Linked DNA regions of Sus scrofa: all the other regions are linked to region 3. The links are chromatin contacts, called in public Hi-C and promoter capture Hi-C maps. All regions are on one chromosome and are shown on one strand. The core of a region is the stretch at or near the end of the contact, and the rest is flanking DNA. Distances in the headings are between cores, read along the strand shown.

What was found. Promoter capture Hi-C pulls out the DNA fragments that hold promoters and counts their contacts. A called contact is a pair of places that touch in the nucleus more often than the background predicts.
Region 1: a contact with region 3 is called in a promoter capture Hi-C map of liver, with 2.1 times the contacts expected there. The contact joins two enhancer-like sites. A contact is called at or near these places in 1 of 5 promoter capture datasets (liver) and 1 of 47 Hi-C or Micro-C datasets (heart right ventricle).
Region 2: a Hi-C map of heart right ventricle shows a contact between it and region 3, with 2.1 times the contacts expected there. The contact joins two enhancer-like sites. A contact is called at or near these places in 2 of 47 Hi-C or Micro-C datasets (embryonic fibroblasts and heart right ventricle).

The regions. Positions count from the first base shown.
Region 1 is chr12:4,076,339-4,081,138 of Sscrofa11.1, reverse strand. The region is part of intron 2 of LOC102162292 (a long non-coding RNA gene); the gene reads right to left. Among named protein-coding and RNA genes, the nearest start is that of TNRC6C, 140 kb to the right of the region's middle. Within about 2 kb of position 1,533, at least 19 of the 83 cell types and tissues checked have an H3K27ac peak or open chromatin away from gene starts, as enhancers often do.
Region 2 is chr12:4,099,844-4,104,252 of Sscrofa11.1, reverse strand. All of the region lies in intron 2 of LOC102162292 (a long non-coding RNA gene), which reads right to left. Among named protein-coding and RNA genes, the nearest start is that of TNRC6C, 160 kb to the right of the region's middle. Within about 2 kb of position 2,967, at least 31 of the 83 cell types and tissues checked have an H3K27ac peak or open chromatin away from gene starts, as enhancers often do.
Region 3 is chr12:3,949,255-3,953,890 of Sscrofa11.1, reverse strand. It overlaps the pseudogene LOC106504791. Among named protein-coding and RNA genes, the nearest start is that of TNRC6C, 13 kb to the right of the region's middle. Within about 2 kb of position 3,165, at least 14 of the 83 cell types and tissues checked have an H3K27ac peak or open chromatin away from gene starts, as enhancers often do.

The DNA.
Region 1 (4,800 bases), core at 284-2,783, 130 kb before region 3:
CGAGGAGACCGAAAAGCAGCAGCCAGGGGCCCGTGAGAAGCTGCATGTGGTGCAGCCGGGGGCGGGGGGGGGGGGTGGGAGGTGGGGGGGGAGAGGCCACGTTGTGTTAACGGAGGGCTTGTGGGTGATTTAGACTTTTTCAGAAATTTAATGTTGTTATGCTATTTTCACACTTTTTTTTTTTTAAAAGGAGTTCCTGGAGTTCCCGTTGTGACTCAGTGGCAACAAACGTGACTAGTATCCATGGGGATTCGGGTTCGATCCCAGGCCTTGCTCGGTGTGTTAAGGATCCGGCGGAGCAATGAGCTGTGGTGTAGGTTGCAGACTCAGCTCGGATCCTGCATTGCTGTGGCTCTGGCGTAGGCTGGCGGCTACAGCTCCGATGAGACCTCTAGCCTGGGAACCTCCATATGCTGCGGGTGCGGCCCTAGAAAGACAAAAGACAAAAATCAATCAATCAATCAATCCAATTTTAAAAAAGACTCAGGGCAATTGCAAGAGAACTGTTGTGAGATCAGCCTGCAGGAAGCTGAGAGGCCTAAATGGGGTGAGGGAGGGGTGCCAACCCACTCGAGCCCGCTGGCTTGGACCCAGAGCACCCTCCTGCCTCAGATGCTCTGGGCGTCCATGATGGGGACGTTTACACAGGCCTGCTCCCCTTCTGTGGGTGCTGGGGTTCGGGGTGGCCCTGTGGGCCCCCCAGGAGTACAAGGCAGCAGAGAGGGGACCACAGCTCTGAACTGACAAAGCAGGGGATGCAGGGGCCACCTCGCTACACGATGCAACCCACAGAAATCTGCGTTTCTTTCCAGGAGCAAAGGGAGCTGATCTTTGATGAATGACAGGTTCATCTCAGGAAGCTCAGCCCCACCCAGCATCCAGAGGGCCACCTTCCGGGGAGGGGGCGATGAGAATTATTCTGCACCTCATTTGCATCATGCTTTTTAATTTAGCAGAGTGCTTCTCCGCGTCCTTTCATTTTGTCTTCCCTGCGGTCCTGTAAGAGAAGCCAGGAAGACCTGGGCCAACCCCTCCTCTATGTGCCGAATGCTCGGCCACTTCATTAGGCAGATGGTCAAGTGGTGGGGACAGAAGAACCATGATTAGCCTGGGCAGGGCTCCCTGGAGGCCGTGCAGCCGGTGGGGGGCGCTGGGGACTTGGGCGGACGGAACCCACCTGCTTTCACCTTTCCAGGTGGAGACGGCTTGCCCTGAGCCAGCCCAGTGTCCACAATGCCCAGGGCTCCAGGTCCAAGCCCACCACCCACCTGGAGAGGCAGCTCCACGTGGGTGCCCAGGGGACCCCTTGGGGCACGTTCATCCTGGGGCACCACCAGCCCTCTGTCTCTTTCCTGGATCAAGGAGCACTGCCCGGCCAGCCCCTCTCTGTGGGTTAGATCCAAAGTAATTGCCTTTGTTGGGTTAATCGGGCAAGTGCCCCTCTGATTCTTTTTCATGCAGCAGATTCCTGTGTGTTGCTAAAAATACAAACGCATGACTCACAGCGTCTGAGGACCATAACGGAGAGAGAACACTGCGAGGCCTTTCTGCGCCTTGGAGTCAGGCCAGGGTATCCGCTGAGGTGGAGGGGCTGCGAGGCAGCACTGTGCTTGCGCCCAGCGGCAGAAAGAGGAGGGGTCCGGGCGGCAGAGAGCTCCGAGCTGCCCGCAGCATCTTCAGGGCGTGACCCCGCAGTTGAGAAAACCTGCCGCGTTTCTTTGTGCGCTTCCCCTGCTCTGCTGTTTGGGGCTTTATTGTGTGAAAGGTTAAGATCTCGATACGCTGGTTCTTGTTTACGGTTCTACCTCCCACCTGCTCACACCAGCCTTAGGGAGGCAGTGAGGGTCTCCCAGATGTGTGCCCAGAAGTACCCGCTGCCTCCAGGCCCTCCACAGCCCTGCGCCAGTGGAGAGCGGGTTGCCGGAAAGATCCAGAGAGTGCCAGCCTCACCCAGGATAAGCAAGACAAACCCCTTCCCTCCGGATGCCCCAGCGCCGCGCAGCTCCCCTAGCCGTGCCCTGGGAGCATGTGCCACCTTCTGTGAGGGTTGCCTTCATTCGCTTCAAGGACAGGCCCTGGGGCCAAGAGGCAGCAGCTCATGACCTTGAAGCAATGGGACTTTGGAATCAGAGACACTCTCTCGGGCACACTCTGCGTCCTCCTCCAAACAGGGGCATCCATAGACACTGCCCGCTGCCCGGAGGTGATGAGATGAGGGTGGAAGAAGGCGAGCATGCAGAACCCACAGCCCAGAGCTGGTCTGGAGAAAACTCCCGACGCCTCACCACCGATCGGCATAGGCTGGTACCATGCCTGCGTCCGAGCTCCCGCTCTGCCCTCCCACACAGGCCCGTCCTCACCCCACACCTGGGTCTTCTGCCCTCTCCTCCCTGGGCACCTCGGCCTCTGAGTCACACACGGCCGCTGAAAAGCAAAGGCGGCTGTCCCCGCCCCGGGAAGCAGCGGCTGAAGAAAGGAAAGCCACTGAGGGAGTTTCCTTGGCATCCAAGTCCCTCCCATGAATCAGGGTTCTCTTCCCATTACTTTATTCCAGGCGACCTGCAGGGTCACCTCCCACTCCCCTCCCGGGGGGCAGAGCCAGCAGGCCCGCACGCAGCGGGGAAGGGGAGAGGGGAGGGGTCTGGCCGATGCCAGCGGGCTCCCAGGGACATCTCTTGCGTGGCTGGAGTCTAGGGGCCCGACATCCCTTCCTCTGCCCAAAGCCTTTCCTCAGCGTCGCCACCTCCTTCTCGCCGAGGCCAGGGCAGAATGAGAGTGCAGCCCCTCCCTGGAAGCCTCCAGCCCTGGCCGGGCGGGAGGGAGAGTGCCCGGCCTCAGGTCAGCGGTCAGCGCTGGCGGCTGGGGTCACACCCGCGCCCGTCCCTTCTGGGTTCATCTCTGGGCTCAGTGTCCACACAGAGCAGGATGGAGCCTGGTCCCCGGACTCCTCTCCCCAAGGCCTCCAAACACCCGGGAAAAGCTTAAAGGCAGCTGTTCACAGCAAATCACATTAAACAGCAGAACGACCCGGCTGGAGATCTGGTTGAGGGCGCTCTGACCCCCAGCACCACCACACGTCCCCCCCCCCCGTTAGGAGAGTGGGTCGCAGCCACGCCGATCCATTTTCCTGCAGCCAAGCCCCACGCTCAGGGTACGCAAGGCGGGCAGAAGAGCCCCTAACCAGACCTCGGAGGGCAGGAGAGTCTTCCCACGTTGAGCAGAAAGAGGTCAGTTTCATCAAACAGTCGGTCCCCAGACTAGCCGCTCCTGGGCTCGGGAGTTACGTAGGGTTTTTAAAAATCATTAAGACGGGGGACTGTTTGAATTTGATTTTTATTATACTGCCTGCCAGAGTAGGTTCCACTTGGCCTGGGATGGGTCTTCCCACCAGCATTCCCGCCTCACCTTCAATCCATCAGCCTCTAGCCTGGTGGCGGGTCACGTGGTGGCCGCCCCACCGCGGGGCCCGGAGTCCCTGCACTTCCCTCTCAGCCCAAGCCCGACCCAGTTCCACGGAAAATGCTCAAAACCCCCTGAACTTAACAAAGTGTCACCCACGGGAACTGTCATAGACCACTTCAGGGGGACAAATTACTCGAAGCTTCACGAGGGACAGTTGGCAGCAGATATAAAATTTTTAAGTGGCCAAACCTGTTGACACGGCCCTTTTCCAGGTTGACCTCAAGTACAGAACATTTAAGAAGGTTTATTTCCGTGTTGTTTGTAACAGCAAAAGACACTGTGAGCAACTACGCATCTGTACAAGGAAAACCCAAAGATGCAGTGAGCCAAATGCAAGTCACAAAAAAAGGGGGGTTATTTTTGGGTTTGGGTTGGGGAAGAGGCCAATTAGAATATCTCTTTTTTAGAGTTCAAATAGCATATTCAAATTGATCGCCTATAATATTTCTTACGGGTGTTTTTTTTTTTTGGTTTTCTTTTTTTATGGCTGCACATGGAAGTTCCCCGGCTGGGGTGGAATCGGAACGGCAGCTGCCAGCCACCGCCACAGCCACAGCCACAACCACACAGGCTCTGAGCCCCATCTGTGACCTATGCTGCAGCTTATGGCAATGCCAGATCCTTAACCCACCGAGCAAGGCCAGGGATAGGACCTGCGTCCTCACAGAGACAACATCACATCCTTAACCTACGGAGCCACAACAGGAACTCCTATTTTCTTACGTTTTAAAATATGTACTACAAAATAATAATTTAGAAATATGGCTTTTTCCCTCCCGCGTATTTTGTGAAACAACCTCTTCCTGCTCATCGTCAGCCTGTGTCCTTGTCACCACCACATCCTACTTCCCCTGAGGGGTCAAGCAACAACCTTCAGAAGGCACAGTGTCACTGGACAGTTGATCCCACGCCGCTGAGACCCAGCCACTTCCTACGGGGACAGGTGTTTCACTTTGGTTTGACTCATCCACCTTGTCAGGGCACAGTCACAGCTTCCACAAAGTAACCACTTGCAGTACTGTACTGTACACTGGTATTTCAAGTCTTGTTTACAGAGGCACTGATGGAAGGCTAATAGATCGAATACAAAATAATTACTGATGGGGAGTTCCCGTCGTGGCGCAGTGGTTAACGAATCCGACTAGGAACCATGAGGTCACGGGTTCAGTCCCTGCCCTTGCTCAGTGGGTTAACGATCCGGTGTTGCCGTGAGCTGTGGTGTAGGTTGCAGACGCGGCTCGGATCCCGCGTTGCTGTGGCTCTGGCGTAGGCCGGTGGCTACAGCTCCGATTCAACCCCTAGCCTGGGAACCTCCATATGCCGCGGGAGCGGCCCAAG
Region 2 (4,409 bases), core at 1,718-4,217, 150 kb before region 3:
TTGCCCTCCCCCCACCCCCCACACCCGCTGCCATGGGATCTGGGTTTGATTCTGGCCCAGCTACTTATCAGCTAAGTGGCCTTGACCAGTGACAGTCCCTCTGAGCCTTAGATCTATCTATAAAAGGGGGACAATGGAATCTCCCACACAGCATGGTTCTGAGGTTGAAGGGAAGCGCCCCCTACAGGAGCTGGTACGCAGCAGGGGCTCAGGAGACGGGAAGGGGCTGGAGAAGCGGGGGCAGAACTCAGCCTGCGTGTTCCCGTGGCCTTGACCCAGCCACCCCAGTCCGGAACATACACCAAGGGGACATCCTGCCCCCACAGATCCAGAGACAGCTACCAGGATACTGACAGCAACTTATATGCAGTAGCCAAACGCTGGTCCAAATGCCCACTGATAGGAGAGGAGAGAAAGCAATCGCGCTGTGCGCGCCAGTGGGATGCCGAGCCTCCTAGCAGAGCAGGGGCACTTACTGGGCAGACTCAGGCGGTAAAGGGCCCCAGGGCGAGGCAGGACTTTGACGAACTGAGGTGACAATGGCCTCGTTGGGGCAGAGACACCCCCGACCTCCCAACCAGCACACGTGCTGGGGTCACACCCGCTGTCCTGAGTTTCTCTGCTCTTCGCTGATCCTTCTTGTCTGCAAGGTCACAGCCTGGCTCCTCCAAGGCCGTCTCAGCTTTGCCAACATGGCAGCAGGGGCAGGGAGGGTCTTTGCAGGGGCACAGGCCACCGGGGCCATGGGGGAGGAAATGGGGTGTTCCTGCGAGGTTTGGCGGGGCCGCCAGCATCCATAAAGGAGGCTGAGGGGGAGTGCGGTGCAAGCCCTCACTCTGCCTCCCAGTCGAGCTCACACTGGATGCTGCTGCTGCCTGAGCCCCTCTGCTTCGGGGGAGCAGTGCGTCAGTGATGGATGAGCCTTTAATTAAAGTAATGAGACGTTTATAACGGTGGTTATCTCCAAAATTAGGCCTTTTAGCAATTATTCCTGGGGAATGTTCCCCGGGTGGTTGGCTCCCTCTTTAGAACAACCGTGGGGCGGGGGAGGGATCTCGGCACCTGAGAGGGATTTTCCCAGCATCCCCTGGGCTGTGATGGGTCAATGGTGGGTCACGGTTTCCCTGGAGAACAGAACATGGCTTCTGCCTGAGCTTTCTCCCCAGAGGAGCAAAAGTTCAATGGCCCTCAGGCCCTGGCCACGTCTCGGGTGCTAGTGGACTTCAGAGAGGGCAGCTTTGGGCTCGGAAGCCACATATCTGGGTGCAAGTCCCGCCTTGACACCACTTGCCGGTTCTGGGCCTGAGGGCAAATCCCTGCATCCTGAGCCTCCCGGGCTGTTGAGAAGAACAGATGCCATAAGCTGAGCAAGTACTCTGTCACCTCTCAGGCACCAGATCCACGCTACATGGCTGTCATGTGCTCCTAATAGCATGTTCTAGAACATTCCTACTCGAACCCCATGTCAGCTCCCTCCCCGGGACAGGCTTGCACACATTAGCATCAGTCATCCGGGTTGATACCACAGAAGATGACCACGTATTGAAAACCAACAACCAACAGGCCTCACAGATGTCAGAGTGTGAGGCCACAGGAACTCTAGGAAGAGGCCCTTCGTGGCCAGGAAGGTGCGATGGGGGCTGAGTCGTTACCCGACCCGGGCCTTGGTTTGCTCCCTGGGAACCTGATGACGGCGGCCACTGGCCAGAGCACGGCCCAGAGAAGGCGCAAGGATGGGATGTACGCGCTCTTGGAACTGCAAAGGGTGAGCCCAAGCGCTCCCACCACTCAGCGGGGAAAGGTCACAGGACCAAGTTCAGACCCAGCAGCCATCTGCCCCAGGCCCCTCTGACGGTAACTAACAGGGAGCTCATCCAGAGACCAGAGACAACTGCATGTGCCCAGATCACACAGCCAGCCGTGGTCTGGGGTACAAAACACAAGCCTCTTATTTCCTGAGGGTCTTATCAACATCTGCACTTTGGCTATTATTATTACTGGCAACTTATCCCTAAAATTTATTAAAAATTAACCATGTGCCGGGACTATTTTAAACATTCTCATGCATCATCACATTGAGTCTTCCTAATAACCCTGCGATTATGGCTGTTGTCACTCCTCTGTAACTGATGGGAAACAGGCACAGAGAGGCTGAGAAGTCTCCCTGGGGTCACACAGCAATGTGGACCCAGACCTGGGTCCCTGCACAACATGGCTTCCTACCCTCGAGGCCACGCCAACGGGGTGGCCTATCCAGCCACTCTGGCTGGAGGCGGAGGGACTCCTGATAAGCAGGGGTCTCTCCTGATCCAGGCTTCTGGAGTTCTCCAGGCTCGGCCCTCCCCCTGCCTCTCCTGCCCCTCACCACACAACCCCTCCATCCTGGGCCTGCCTTTCACTGCCCAGGGCCCAGGGCCTCCCAGAGGTCAGCTTCTGTTCGATGGGAAGGTACCAATGCACCCACTCCGGGCTGGGGGAGGGAAGGGGTGTTGTCACCTCTTTGGTCACTTGTATGTTCACCCCTGCGCCCTAAGCCCTGCTCGGTGCTGCTCTGGATGCTGGAAGTGCAGCCATGGAGAAGCCAGTGGGGCCTGCCCTTGGGAAGCTGGTGTTCCAGAAGGGCGTCCAGTTCCCCACTAGCCGAGCCAGCCCTGGGGCTGCCTGCGGTGGCCAACCAAACACTGCCCTCCAGGAGACAGGGCGGAAAGCCAGGGCCAGGGTGCCTGCCTGCTCTTCCAGCAACAACAGGGCACTGTGAAGGGCAGAGGCCCCGGGGAGGAGCGAAGGAGGGCCAGCCAAGCTGGCAGCGGACAAGGTAAATGACGCCACAGAGGCCTACGGCACAGGCACGAGGCTGACCTCTTTGTGCGGCTGGCAGGAGGGCACCGGGCCCCAGGGGGTCCCCTAATCTAGTGGGTATGACCGCCCCTGGGCAGCCTGGGTGATGGGATGGACCAGCCCCCGAGGAGCAGGCGCTGCTCCCCACTCTGCCCGGAAGAGGCAGGAGAACCAATGGCAGGGCTGGGGGTGGATTCTTGCCTGGGAACGGCTGCCAAGACGCCAGGGCCGGAAGCTGCCCCTCCCACATCCTCTCAGTGCCCTGGCTTTGCAAATGCAGGAAACTGCCAGCTTGGCCTGGGCAGATGCTGCAAGAAGAGCCAGCTGCCCTCACGGTGGACTGCTGTGAGCGGCTGGGGAGCATGGCTGTCCTGCTGAGAAGCAGCATGGAAACCCCACCCCAAGATGCCCAGAGAGTAGCCAGTGGCACAGCTGGCTGACTCCGCCTGCGGGAGCCCATGCACGGGGCTCTACTCAAGACCCCCAAGGAAGACCCCTCGCCTGCAGACGGCGCTGGGCTCAGAGCCCCAAGGAAGGGGTCTGCCCGAATTGTCCTCCTCCAGGACCGGAGCCTGGTCACCTGGAGGGGCCTGCACCACCGCCCCCCCTCCGCCCCGTCAATGTGCTTTTCCAACAATCAGAAATGAGGGCGCCCTGGGAGTCGAAGGGTTTGATCAAAAGGACAGGAAGGGGCTGTAATGGCTTTTCCATCGCACAGCAGCTGGCCGCGCAGTTAACGTGAACTTCCACTTGAGAAGGACAGTTACAGGAAAACAGCACATGCTCCAGGGCCCCTGGTTCGCGGGGGCTCTAGATGCCCACTGAGGGGCCTCGCTGCACGGTTTGAACAGGGCAATAGCCCTGGCCACAGGGGACAGACCTCCTGACCAGGGGCTCCCAGAATCCGTGTGGCCCTCTTGTGTCTGCACTTGTCACCAGATACCCCCACTCCTCAACCTCCCCCTTGGAGGATCAGTATTTACAGACACGCCTCTTGTCCCCTGCACGGCAGGACTCTCCCCCCACAGGAGGGCCTTGGTGACCCAGCAAAGGCCCAGAAGAATGGGGCACGTGGAAAATGGGAAGAGCTTCTCCCCTGGGTTCAGTGTGGGGGCACCCAGTCTGGAGGAGGTGGGCGAAGGAAACGGGGGGGGGGGGGGGGCGGAGACTGAGAGGAGACTGCCCTCCCCCCGCCTCCTCAGAGTTAGAGAGACCAGCCCTGGCCGTGGGACCTGGTGGGAGAGGAGGGTGCCCGCCTGTCTTCTTAGAGAGAGAGCCTTCAAGCAGGGGTCTCGGAGAAGGCCCTGTACTACTCCCCGAGCCTCGCCTTAAGCTAAATATGCTTGGGGCTGCGGCAGGAGGGCGCGGAATCACCCAGCCTCTCGTTACCCTCAGCGCCCAGATCGGCACGTTTGTACACGGGGCACCTCTGTGCCAGCTCTCAAAATGCGCTGCTGTCACACTCCACGAGTGCAGGCGGTGGAGGGGGGGCTCGGAGAGCCGCCCCCTCCCCGACCAGGGACTCGACTCACCCACCATCAGTGCCCAGCCCCCTTCTCCCCCTCTCTCTC
Region 3 (4,636 bases), core at 1,916-4,415:
AGTAATGAGGGATTTGCTAGTCGGAGGTAAAGAAAGCTTTAAAGCTTCAAATTTTGTAGGAATAGCAGGGGTAGGGGGTAGCCCCCAGAACTGAGATAAGACACCTCACGAGAGCCCCCTGGCTGAGGTCCACACCTCTGGAGAGGATACAGCCATGGCTCAAGGGATGGCAGAAAAGGCCCTGAGCGTGGGTATGGGGTGGAAGTCCCTGAGAAGGTCCTCCCCCCGGGGGGGGGGGGGTTATAGAGGCGCCGGGAGCAGAGCCCTCCTTTCCCGCTGCGTGTCTCTAGCACCCTCTATTGAATACACGGTGACACGGCGCCGGCTGGCAAAGGAAGATGTTTAAAGGTCCCAGGTTTCGGAGTGTGGAGCCGAGAGGCAATAAATCAATAGCCCGCACCATTCCCTGCCTCTCAATTCCTCAGTAGTTGGAAGTAGACACTTTGGGGTAAAGCATGCTTATCATTGGTTACACAGTACATATTTTAAAATGTTCTCACAACGAAATCCTTATTATTTTTAATAACCACTTTGTCCTACTGTACAGTACAGGAAACTATATCCAATCTCTTGGGATAGACCATGATGGAAAAAATATTTTTAAAAGAATATATATATTCAAATATATATGTATATGTACACATATATGAGACAGAGTTACTTTGCTCTACAGAAATTGGCACAGCATTATAAATCAAGTATACTTTAATAATAATAATAAATTCTTGGAGTTCCCGTCATGGCACAGTGGTTAACGAATCTGACTAGTGTCCATGAGGACGGAGGTTCGATCCCTGGCCTTGCTCAGTGGGTTAAGGATACAGCATTGCTGCGAGCTGTGGTGTAGGTCGCAGACGTGGCTTGGATCCCTTGTTGCTGTGTCTCTGGCATAGGCCAGCAGCAACATCTCTGATTCGACCCCTAGCCTGGGAATCTCCATATGCCACGGGAGTGGCCCTAGAAAAGGCAAAAAGACCAAATAATAATGATAATAATAAATCCTATAGCTTGCGTACTAGACTGTGCCAACAAGGACTACTGTATCTGAGAGATTGGTTGGAGATTTGCTTCTCTTTAAACATATTTAAGTATGTGTTCAAGTTTATTATATAAATTGACTCTGAAAATGGAGCAACAGTAAAAACTACAGTGTCATTTTCTGACTTAATCTGAGGCTACTTTAGACTTAGAAATGAAATAAAGAAAACATTTTCACAAAATGTTACCTATAACTTCTATACTTGTAATTGACATGTAATGTAGTATTATTACCAAAGCAGTTTGGGTTTTTTGGGGGAGGAGTTTGTGTGTTTTCGGCCAGGCGCTTGTAACTGACATGTAATATAGCAATAATACTAAAGCAGGTTTGTTTTGTTTTTTGGCCACACCTATGACATGCAGAAGTTCCAGGGCCAGGGATCAAACCTGAGCCACAGCAGTGATAACACCAAGTCCTTAACTGTTAGGCCACCAGGGAACTCCTATAGCAATTTTTATAGTAGTTAAAAATGTTTACATCGAGTTCCTGTCGTGGCTCAGTGGAAACAAATCCAACTAGGAACCATGAGGTTGTGGGTTCGATCTCTGGCCTCGCTCAGTGGGTTAAGGATTGGGCGTTGCTGTGGCTGTGGTGTAGGCTGGCAGCTGTAGCTCTGATTCAACCCCTAGACTGGGAACCTCCATATGCCATGATGCAGTCCTAAAAAAAAAAAAAAAAAAGTTTACTGAACATGATTAGTTTGAGACAAGTCATAATCAAATAGTGCTAAATCCAGTTAGCACTTACTTGGTAAGGTACTAAGTGGTTAGTACTTAGTTACTCCTACTTAGTAAGGTCTAAATTAAATAAATAGATTGTTGAGAAACTGTCCTTATCAGGATTCTTTGATTATAAGCAACAGAAAATGACTATGTACAAATTAAGGGGGGAGGGAAAGAGGGGCTTTTGGAACGATGTGAAGGAAAAGCTGAAAAGCCAGGCCCAGCAGCCTGCAAAATCTAGGCAGCAAGAGCTAATCCCCATGTAAGCACATTCTCTGAGGTGAGTCTGCTCCTGCCGTTTGCCAGTAGACTCAAGATCTGCTTTCCAAGGAGTGTCTCCACTGGCCTGGTAGGACCAGGAAGGGGCGAGGCCCTAGGTACCAGGCCACAGAAATGCCTCGTTCCTGGGTTCAAGGCTTAACTCTCATCCCATTGCTTAGCTTCTCGCCCATGGCTTCAGCTTTATTTTCAGGCCCTCTGGGGGAGACCTTCAGCTTGACCATGGTCCTATGAAGTGCACATGCAGAGTCATCCTGAATCTAAAAGCACTGTGGCCTAGAAAATGCAATTTTTAATTTTTTTTTTTAAAGTGAAGACTTGTATATTTAGAATTAGCCAGCTGGACTCAGTTTAGACGATCCCAATTTTGTAAGCAGCATCCAAAGCATCATAGTCAGGAGCCAGTGGAATATATGCCTTCTTTTCTCCATCAGGCCTGATGAGAGTGCTGACGGTAGCCACATCAGTGTCACAGAGCTTCTTCACAGCCTGTTGAATATGGTGCTTGTTGGCCTTGACTTCCACAGTGAACACAAGCCTGTCGTGTTCTGTCTTCTTCATGGCTGGCTCAGTGGAGAGGGAACTTGATGATGGCACAGTGGTCAAGCTTGTTTCTCTTCGGGGCGCTCTTTCAAGGATATGCGGGCTGCCTCCCGAGCAGCAGTGTTTTGGGCCATCGGAAGCTGGGTGACATCCGGAGGGATCTTCTTTTTTTGTGGCTGCGGATGCCTTTCAACACTGCTTCCTTGGCCTTCAAAGCCTTTGCTTTGGCTTCAGCTTTGCAGGGGCAGGGGCTTCCTTCCTCACCTTCGGCGCCATCTTTGTGAAAAGGCTGCCGTGATTTGTAATTGGCCGGACACACCTCCGGAGCCACTGCCCTGAAGGTCAGAGAGAGGAGGAACTGATCCTCCAGGGAACTGGGTACAGTTACCAAAGGGAGGAGTAAAGGGAGCTGAGAGTCAACAGTAGCAGAGGGGGATCTTCACCTTTGTTGTTCAGAGAAAAGCCTGCCCAGTGAAGGACAGTTGCTCTGTGATAAAAGCCAATGGAAGAAGATAACAGAAGGCAGGAAAGTGTGGGCGGAGCAGGGAAATGGATCTGTCTCTGCCCGAGGTTAGACAGCAAGCCTCGCGACCTGTGTTTATCAGGTGAGAAGCGAAAGCACTGCTAAGAAGTGCCCCAGAGAAGTCCTGGGGCTGAAGTCTGTATTAGCACTAAAATGAAAATACTGTCAGTTCTCTTGGAATGCGTTGAGGCCAGCTGATTTTGCAGGCCTCTCCTGGCTCTCTGGCAGTTCCCCATCCTTCCGAATGAAGGTTCCTGCGGTCAGCTTCCTGGTACACTGGTCCTTTGGGAGAGGAAAATCTTTAACTCAGTTCCTCCCAGCCCCTTCCATGTCCCTCCTCCACTGAACTGAACCTTCAGCTCCCGCTGGCTCAGGGCTGGAGGTGGGGGGGGGAGCACGACGAGAGGACTCAGCCTCCTCCAGAATCTCCACCCCCCACCACAGGTCAGTATTGTTTTGCTTTTGCTTTTTTATTTTTGCTGGGCCTTTTTTCCCCACTTTGTGAAAAGTTTACACACGGTGCAATTTACTCTCTGGTGTATACTTATGTAAGTTTCATAGTATATATATAACATTTATAGACACATAACTACCATCACATTAAGCTTCAGGACAGTTCTGTCATCCTCCAAAAAAGTTCCCTTGCTCTGCCCCTTTGCAGTCAGCATCTCCCTCCAACCCCAGCCACAGGCAATTACTGCTTGACATTCCTATAATTTTTCTTTTTCTGGAGTGTCATATAAGTGGAATTATACAGCATATATCCTTTTGTCATATATTAAGGTGCTTGTCCTTAATATATAGCATGTCTGGGTATGGTTTTCTTTGGGTTTATTCTTTTTAGAGTTCACAGAGCTTTTGAATCTATAAATTCATCTATGTCAGCAAATTTGGGGAGTTTCCCACTATTTTTTTCCGATTGTTTTTCTTCGCCAGTCTCTTTGTCCCCTTCTCCTGGAACTCCAGGGACATTAGGAGACTCTGCGTTTTTGAAAGTCTTCCCTCTGTCCTTCGAGTTGGACCATTTCTGTTGCTGTATTAAGTTCACAGACTCTTTCCTCTCATACCCGTTCTTTCATTGTGCCCATCTGATGAAGTCTTTAACTCAGATCTCCTATGTTTCAGTTGTGAAATTTCCATTTGGTTCTCTTTTTATAGTTTCTACATGTCTGCTCTAAACACCTATACTCCCATTCGTTTCAAGAGCATTTACCTTCATTTGCCTCCGGGAGCACAGTTAGGGTAACTGCTTTAAAGTCTTTGACAGATACTCTAAACTCCTCAAGGAAAACCTATGCAGAATGCTCTTCCACGGAAATCACAGCAAGATCTTTTTGGATCCACCTCCTAGAGTAATGAAAATAAAACCAAAAGTAAACAAATGAGACCTAATTAAACTTAAAAACTGATACAGCAGAGGAAATTATTAAAAAAAAAAAGACAACCCACAGACTGTGAGAAAATCTTTACAAACAAAGCAAGCAGCAAGGGATTAATCTCCAAAATATGCAAACATCTTATTCAGCTTTG